2 separate regions of the Sus scrofa genome follow, and region 2 is linked to region 1. The links are chromatin contacts, called in public Hi-C maps. All regions are on one chromosome and are shown on one strand. Each heading gives the region's core, a stretch centred on a gene start, on an enhancer-like site or on the middle of the called end of the contact. The rest is flanking DNA. Distances are from core to core; before and after follow the strand shown.

Evidence for each region. A called contact is a pair of places that touch in the nucleus more often than the background predicts.
Region 2: a contact with region 1 is called in a Hi-C map of undifferentiated spermatogonia, with 2.3 times the contacts expected there. The contact joins the enhancer-like site here to the promoter of NOG in region 1. A contact is called at or near these places in 1 of 5 promoter capture datasets (liver), 25 of 47 Hi-C or Micro-C datasets (alveolar macrophages, blood, brain and 16 more) and 1 of 2 datasets of contacts at active chromatin or transcription factors (skeletal muscle).

Annotation. Positions count from the first base shown.
Region 1 is chr12:32,889,121-32,892,855 of Sscrofa11.1, reverse strand. NOG (noggin) reads right to left here and starts at 1,535. Exons shown (of 1, transcript NM_001143691.1): 1 at 650-1,535. The coding sequence starts at 1,535. The coding sequence ends at 837.
Region 2 is chr12:33,010,710-33,014,247 of Sscrofa11.1, reverse strand. No RefSeq gene overlaps it. Among named protein-coding and RNA genes, the nearest start is that of C12H17orf67, 110 kb to the left of the region's middle. Within about 2 kb of position 2,192, at least 13 of the 83 cell types and tissues checked have an H3K27ac peak or open chromatin away from gene starts, as enhancers often do. A contact at or near this core is called in undifferentiated spermatogonia, where this site is marked.

The DNA of each region.
Region 1 (3,735 bases), core at 286-2,785:
CACCTCCATCACACCAGAAATGGGGATGAGCCCCTTTTCCCAACAGGCGTAGTAAGCACAGAGGCACCCCCTACCCGCCCCTCCCACCCCGCCTCCCCACCCCCCCCGCCCCCATCAATCACCAACACAGAGAATCGCAGTGTCGAGCGCAGTCGATTTTAGTGGTTTTCTTTAATCCTGCTCTGCACTTCTTTCTCATTTACTACACGGGATATTATAAAGAATAAATAGCAGATACTCTTAATTTACAATGATTAGTCATTCCATTTGTTCTCTATATTTACAATAACTGTAAAATAACATTGAACTCTATAGCTTCTTCGAGGTCCAAGGAAAACCAAAACACTTTCCGAAGAATGGAAAATAGCTTTTTAAAGTCCTTCTACAAAAGTTCTCCCCTCTCTTTGTACTTTAAGAAAAATAACTTTTCCCCCCTGCTTCGCCATGCGAAGGGCACTGGAATATAAATAGCAGGTTAACATTATTAGCAACAACCAGAATAAGTCTCTCTTTTCTCTGTTCTTTTTTTTTTTCCTTTTGCTTAAATTTTTTTTAAAAATACAGTAGAAGCCGGTAACTTTTAACGTATAATACTGACCTTTTAATAAGTAAATTAAAACTGGGACCGTATATACACACACATATACATTCCTACACAGTTAAACAGTGCATTACATGAACCAGAAAGCTAGGTCTCTGTAGCCAAAAAAAAAAAAAAAAAAAAAAAAGTTCATTGAATCCCCTCGCTAGAGGGTGGTGGAACTGGTTGGAGACGGTGCGGGGGGCGTCGGTGGGGATCGATCAAGTGTCCGGGTGCGGGCAGGGGGCCCTGAGTTCTAGCATGAGCACTTGCACTCGGAAATGATGGGGTACTGGATGGGAATCCAGCCGCAGCGCTGGCCCCCGCGCCGCTGACAGCGCCACCGCAGCACCGTGAGGTGCACGGACTTGGACGGCTTGCACACCATGCCCTCGGGCACCGAGCATGAGCGCTTACTGAAGCAGCTGCCCACCTTCACGTAGCGCGGCCAAAAGCGGCTGCCCAGGTCGTTCCACGCGTACAGCACCGGGCAGAAGGTCTGCGACCACAGCCACATCTGTAACTTCCTCCGCAGCTTCTTGCTCAGGCGCTGCTTCTTACCCGGGGCCAAACCCTCGGAGAACTCCAGCCCTTTGATCTCGCTCGGCATGGCCCCCGACGGCCGCTGCCGCAGCAGCTGGTCCAGCTCCGCCAGGTCCTCTGCGCCCCCGGCTGCCCCCCCGCCCCCGCCAGGCCGGTCCTCAGGGGGCGAGGTGGCCATGAAGCCCGGGTCGTAGTGGCCCCCGAGCAGCGAGCGCAGCAGCGTCTCGTTCAGATCCTTCTCCTTGGGGTCAAAGATAGGGTCCGGGTGTTCGATGAGGTCCACCAGGGGCAGGTTGTCGCTGGGAGCCGGGCGGATGTGGAGATAGTGCTGGCCGCCGGCCGGTGCCGCCCGCAGCCCCAGGACCACCACCAGGGCATAAAGGGTGACCCCCAGGCTGGGGCAGCGCTCCATGCCTCCGGCGCGCGCCCGGGGCTGCTGCTTCGTCCCGGGTCCCCGGAGGAGAGCACGCCGAGCCCGCTGCGCCGCCGCGCTCCTCCGTCTCTCCGGTGGCGGCTCACCCGAGGCTGGGCAGGCGCAGGGCCGGCAGCATGAGTCGCCGGCAGAGCCCTTCGCTCAGCGCCGGCTCCCACTGGGACGGAAAAAAGGCACACAAGTTGGCCGCAACTCCTCTCCCGGGTCTACTCGGGTAGGCGGCCGCGGCAGGGCATCCGAAATTACTCCAGGGCGACCGCGGGCACGGGGGCGCCGGCTGCTCGCTGCCTTCCCGGGCCGGCGGCGGCGCAGGGCGCGTGGACTGGCCGCTCTCCCCGCCTCCTCCTCTCGCTGCTCGTCGTCCGGCCGCTCTGTGCAGCGCCGCGGGCTGAGCTGGTCCTAGGGGCACTTCCCTCCGCCTGCTCGTGGCTCCGCGGCCGGCTCTACCCGGCGGACTCCAGCGGCGGCGGCGGCGGCGGCGTCCGCGCACGTTGGCACCGGTTTGTCTGTCTCACAGGGTCCAAGCCTTTAAATTTCCTGCACTTTCAGCTCCATCACCATGGAAACCACTGACTCTCTCGGCGTTGCCCCCTCCCCCTTCTTCCCCCCAAACAACAACCCCACCCCCCACTTCTCCACCCCCGAGGAGCTGGATCGGCACAAGCTCCGGGGGAAGCCTCCTGCACTCGCCGCGGAGGCGGCGGCGGCGGCTTCGGCAGCTCCCGGGCTGTGCCCCGCCGGACCCAGATGCCCCGGGAAGCCGACAGTCCGGCTGCCCGCCGGAGCTCACAGGCGGCGGCGGCGGCGGCGGCAGCGGCGGTGGCGGCGGCGGCGGCGGCGGCGGTGGCGCTTGGCAGGTCTCCGCGCAATTTTCTCTCTCCCCCACTACCCACCCCCCTTCTCCTCCTCCTGCAAAATGCACCGCCCCCCTCCTTTCTCCTGGAGCAATGCAACTGGGGCTCTAGGCGCCCCGCCAGGGCCAGTCCTGGGGAAAGCTCGCGGCGGCGCTGGAGCTGGGCTGGAGGGTGCAGGGCCGGTTTTGGGGGGGTGCTAGAGGTGGGGCCGAGAGGGTTCTCGCTAGCTGGGTACTCTGCACCGGGAGGAGAGCTGCGGGGAAGTGCTGGGGGCTCGTTTCTCCATGCAGTTCGGTGCAAGGAATTTCTCCATGTGCCTGGAGGTTTTTCCCCGGGGCGCGTCTTGCTTTCCTCTCTCCCGGGCTCGGTCTAAGTCCCCTCCCCCTCCCCCCAGCGCGCGCGCATACAAACAGACAGGCACAGAGAGACACAGACAGACACAGGCACACACACAGACACACAGACACACTCTGAGCCGACGAAGTCCGGGAGCCGCAGCGTTGCGCAGCGTGATGTAATTCCTAGGAAGCTCTCCAGCCGGTCTGTTACCCGGGCCCACAAGGGGGGTCTGCTTCTCACCCTCCTCCTCTTCCTTGGCCGGGTCTTGCACCCTGAGTGGCCGAGCTGCAGGGGCGCGTCCGGCTCGCCTGCGGTGCTCCGCGCGGCCGCCTCTCTCGGCTCCCTGGGGGCGGCGCGCCCTCTGCTGGCCCGTTGCAAGTCCTGCATCCGGCACTGGCGGGGGCGGCCTTGTGAGGTGGGTTTGTCTGCTGTCCACTCTGCCCAACTCGGTTTCTGCTTCTCTGTCCATGTCATCGTGTGTGTGGTGGTGTGTGTGTGTGTGTGAGAGAGAGAGAGAGAGAGAGAGGTTTGTTCTGGCTGTTAAAAGATGAACTGGCAATAGGGGACCTGAGTCCTGGCTGAGGTCCACCCTAATACAACCACGTTAACCTCAGAGAAGTCACTTTTGCAGCACCACACACCTTACTTTCTGCATTTGTGCCGTAACTACATTACTCTTCCGGTCCTACCTATGTGATTGTAGATAAACCTCCATGACGTTTTCTCTTACAGAAGCAGTTTCTTGTTGATGGGAGATGGATATTGAAATGACACTTCCGGTTAATTTTCCCTTGAATGAGGAACTGGATCCGCGCTTCACAAGTCAAACTCAGTTTCCTTTGTGGTGGCTGAGACTGGAGTCCGGAAAATGCTAGAGAAGAGAGACTTGGCGTGGGTGACTCAAGCATTCACCAGTGATGCGCAAAGTGGAGTTAGGTCTCCTTGTGACAGCCTAAATCACTCCATTTTATTTCCTCAAAGATCTG
Region 2 (3,538 bases), core at 943-3,442, 120 kb before region 1:
CCACATCACTCCAGCCTCTGCTTTCATCGTCACTTCTTCTTCTCTGACTCTGACCTCCTGCCTCTCTCTTATGAGGACCATTGGGGTCACCTTGGGCTCCCCTGGATCATCCAGGACAACTGATTATGAACTTTAATCACACTTTCCGAGTCCCTTTGGCCATGTAAGGTAACAAAGTTACAGGTTTGGGGGATTGGGATGTGGACATCTTGGTCGGGGGCATTATTCAGCCAACAACACTGTGTAAAATCATCCAGTGGGGGGCACTGGTGAATTCCCCACTGTTAGGAAAATTCTCCTGCATCTCTTTGTCCGACGTGCTATGTTCCACGTACTGGGTGCTCGGTACATGCTTGCAAAGTGGTTAAATCCATGAGAAGCGCCTCCCTTTCTCCCTTTCCCCTGCTGCCCTACCCCTCTCTCTGTTCTTCTAAAAATGCACCTGCTCACAGGAGCAACTCAAGGAGGAGACAAATGGCCCAGTGTTTATTGGTTTGCACAGGACTAGAAAAGTCCCATCCTGTGTGGCTCACATTCACGAAACATCTTGCACATCTGAGCTGGAAGGGACCTTGGAGATCACAGGTTTGACCCCCCTCGACTTGCTGAGGAGGAAAAACATCCCAGCCTCTTCAGTTCAAGGCTTCATTTTGTGTTTCTAATTATGACTCAGTGTTATAGGTTTGCTTTACCTTCAAAATACATGCTTCCCCCTTTCTCCTTTTGTCCTCACCCCACTGGCAAAGGGCAGGCATCAGTCTTCCCATTTTACAGAAGAGGAAACTGAGGCCCTGAAAGTTAGGGAGTAAAACTGGGTCTTGGACATGGTGTCCTGACTTCTCCTTCTCCCACATGCCTTTCATTAGACTCTCCAACTTCTCTTTTAAGAGTTCAAATCCCAGAGGGTTTTTGGAAGGGCTTGGAAAATGAAGAATGACCCATTGTGTTTTGTGTCGTGCCAAGGAGCAGGAGTAAAAGACTTTACTTTTGAGAGACAAAATTTAGGTAACCTATGGGGGAACATTCTAGGATTCAGCACTAATAGGATTGGTGGCCTAAAGAGAAACAGGGGACCGGTTCCTGGTCACTGGATGGATCCTGGCAGTGACAGGACTTAGAAATTGTTAACCTTACTTAGATAATCTTTGAGTTAAAGTTTTAGCGGTAGGCTTTTGAGACCCCGGGGGAGCAGTCCCCACCCCCACCCCAATTCCCCAGTCCTGCCCTCGTCTGTCTCAGGCATCTAATCTGGGGCTTTGGAGGAGGGGAAGGGGGGCACATAAAGTGGCTCGTACAATGGGGGTAGGGGACTAATGTAAAAGGAAACCTCAAACAGGGCGCCCTCCCCCATAGGAGATAACAATCGAATTATATACATTTTAAGTGGCATTCTCGGGGGCTGGGTGATTTTCATATGAAAACTCCGCTTGGAGTCCTTGGCATCTGTTTCTCCTAAAAGGATAGAAACCCAGAGATTATTTACATATTCTTCGGTCCCTATCACCAATTAAATCTTTTCAGAAACTCAGTGCCCCCCCTCTCCTCCAGCCCCCCCCTCCCAACTCTCTCCACATTTAGGATTGAATTTCTTAGCAGACGGTGGCTGCTGCTCTTTTCGCTGATTTATTTACTCAGTTGGATTATTTTTCATCTCTAGCCTGGACATGGAAGGTCTCGGCGTCCACCTTCTGATCACGGGGAAGTGACCCCGCTCCGGGACCCTCCCCAACCTCGGCCGCGGGGCTGAGCCGGGAACGAATTCCTTCAGGCGCCCGAGAGGAGAGGGGCCTGTCTCCGTGTCATCCCTCCCTCCGCGGCCGCCGCCGCCCCTCCCTCCCCCTGCCCGACGGTGACAGAGCTTCCTCCGCGAGATGAGGACGCACAGCTGGGTGACGTCACGAGGAATGCGCAGGGGTCTGCGCAGGGGCCCGGAAGGAGCGCAAAGAAGATGTCCCTGGCAGCCGCTGGACGGTGCGTGTCATCATGTGCTTTAGAAACCGTCTGGTCCTAGAGGGACTCAGGCATCTGCTGAAATGGCTGAGAAAATGGTAGCTGATGGAATGCGCCTCCCGGCCCTGCCCTCCGCCTCGCCTGCCCCACTCACCCCTCGCTGCCTCCAGGGCTTCTGTTCCCAGGAGGCAGTGGTAGAAGAGGGCTTAGGCGCGCAGCGCTCAGGGCTGGCCTGGGTTCCCGAGGGGGCCCCTGCGCCTTCCCAGCTGTGGGACCGTGGGCGCGGCACACAGCCTCTCCGACGCGTCTCCAGTGAGGCATCCAAAAAATGGGGCAAACAACGGGCCCTGCCTCGTGGGGGTTGGAGAATGAAGGACTCGGTGCCTGGGGAGCCCTCAGCACGGTTCCTGGCAAAAAAAAAAAAAAAAAAAAAAAAAAAAAAAAGATAGGGCCATAGTAGCTGTGCGCGTCCTTAGTAGTAAGCTGGAATCTTAAAATCAAAGGCCGAGGCCTGCACATGAGACATTCAGTGTTACTTCAACAGATCACTGAGTCTTGGTTGTATCTTGATTGGATCCCGGTTGGGGGCCGGGAGAGTAGCGGTTAGAGGAGGAGGATCATCTTGGACTTTAACCTCAGGGAACCTCCTGGATAAATCAGATATTTATCTATAAAGGGAAGAAAGTACACCTCTCAATGAACTTGTTGAATTGTGGAGAAGGTACTGAATGAAAAACTCAGGCCATAGAGAGAATAGTCCATACAGCAGAGCTAGTGTTGCTATTTCTGTCAGTGTAGTAATCTGTTAGTAACACTTATCATACTAATAGTAATAATGCTTATGATACTACAATCCTTAGACTATACCAACGCAATTGTTGCACTCAAGGAGCTCGGTGTTAAATGGGTGAGATGGGCCGATAAGTGGAGAAATGGGAGAAAGGAGAAGGTGAGCTCTGGGCTGGGGGATAGCCAGGGTCTACACCCTCCCTGTCACTCAGGAGCCATGTGATCACAGACCAATTCCTTCCTCTCTCCTTGCTTTCTCATCTGTACAATGTGCATGATCACAATACCCACACTGATAGGTTGGGGCGAGGGTGAAAGGAATCAGGCTACGGACAACCATGATGACGTTTGCTGGTTCTGGGTGGGGCTATTGAAGCTCTGGCTTCAGCTCTCATCGGGAAGCAATTAATGCCGTGTGGGCATGAGGGGCGTCTTCCGAGGAGGGGTGACATTGATGCAGGGCTTTGAAGGTTGAGAAAAACAAGATGTCTGTGTATGGGTGGGAGGCATTCAGGGTGGGCTAGGCATTCCGGGCAAAGGAATGGAATGCCTTTCCCGTTGAAAGAGGTGGTTTATTTAGAACATGAAGATCTGGGCCAAGGACTAGATCTTGGGAGAGTGAGGGAGCGTGAAAGAAGATGGGGCAGGCAAGGGAGGCCTGGGTTGGCTGGTGAAGGAGCTGGATGCTAAGGGAAGGGGTCGATATTGTCTCTTGGAGGTGGAGGCAGTTGGGGTTCTGGAGGGAACAGCTACGCTTTGGTGAGAAGAAAGGGCTGCCATGTGGGATCTCCATCCTGCC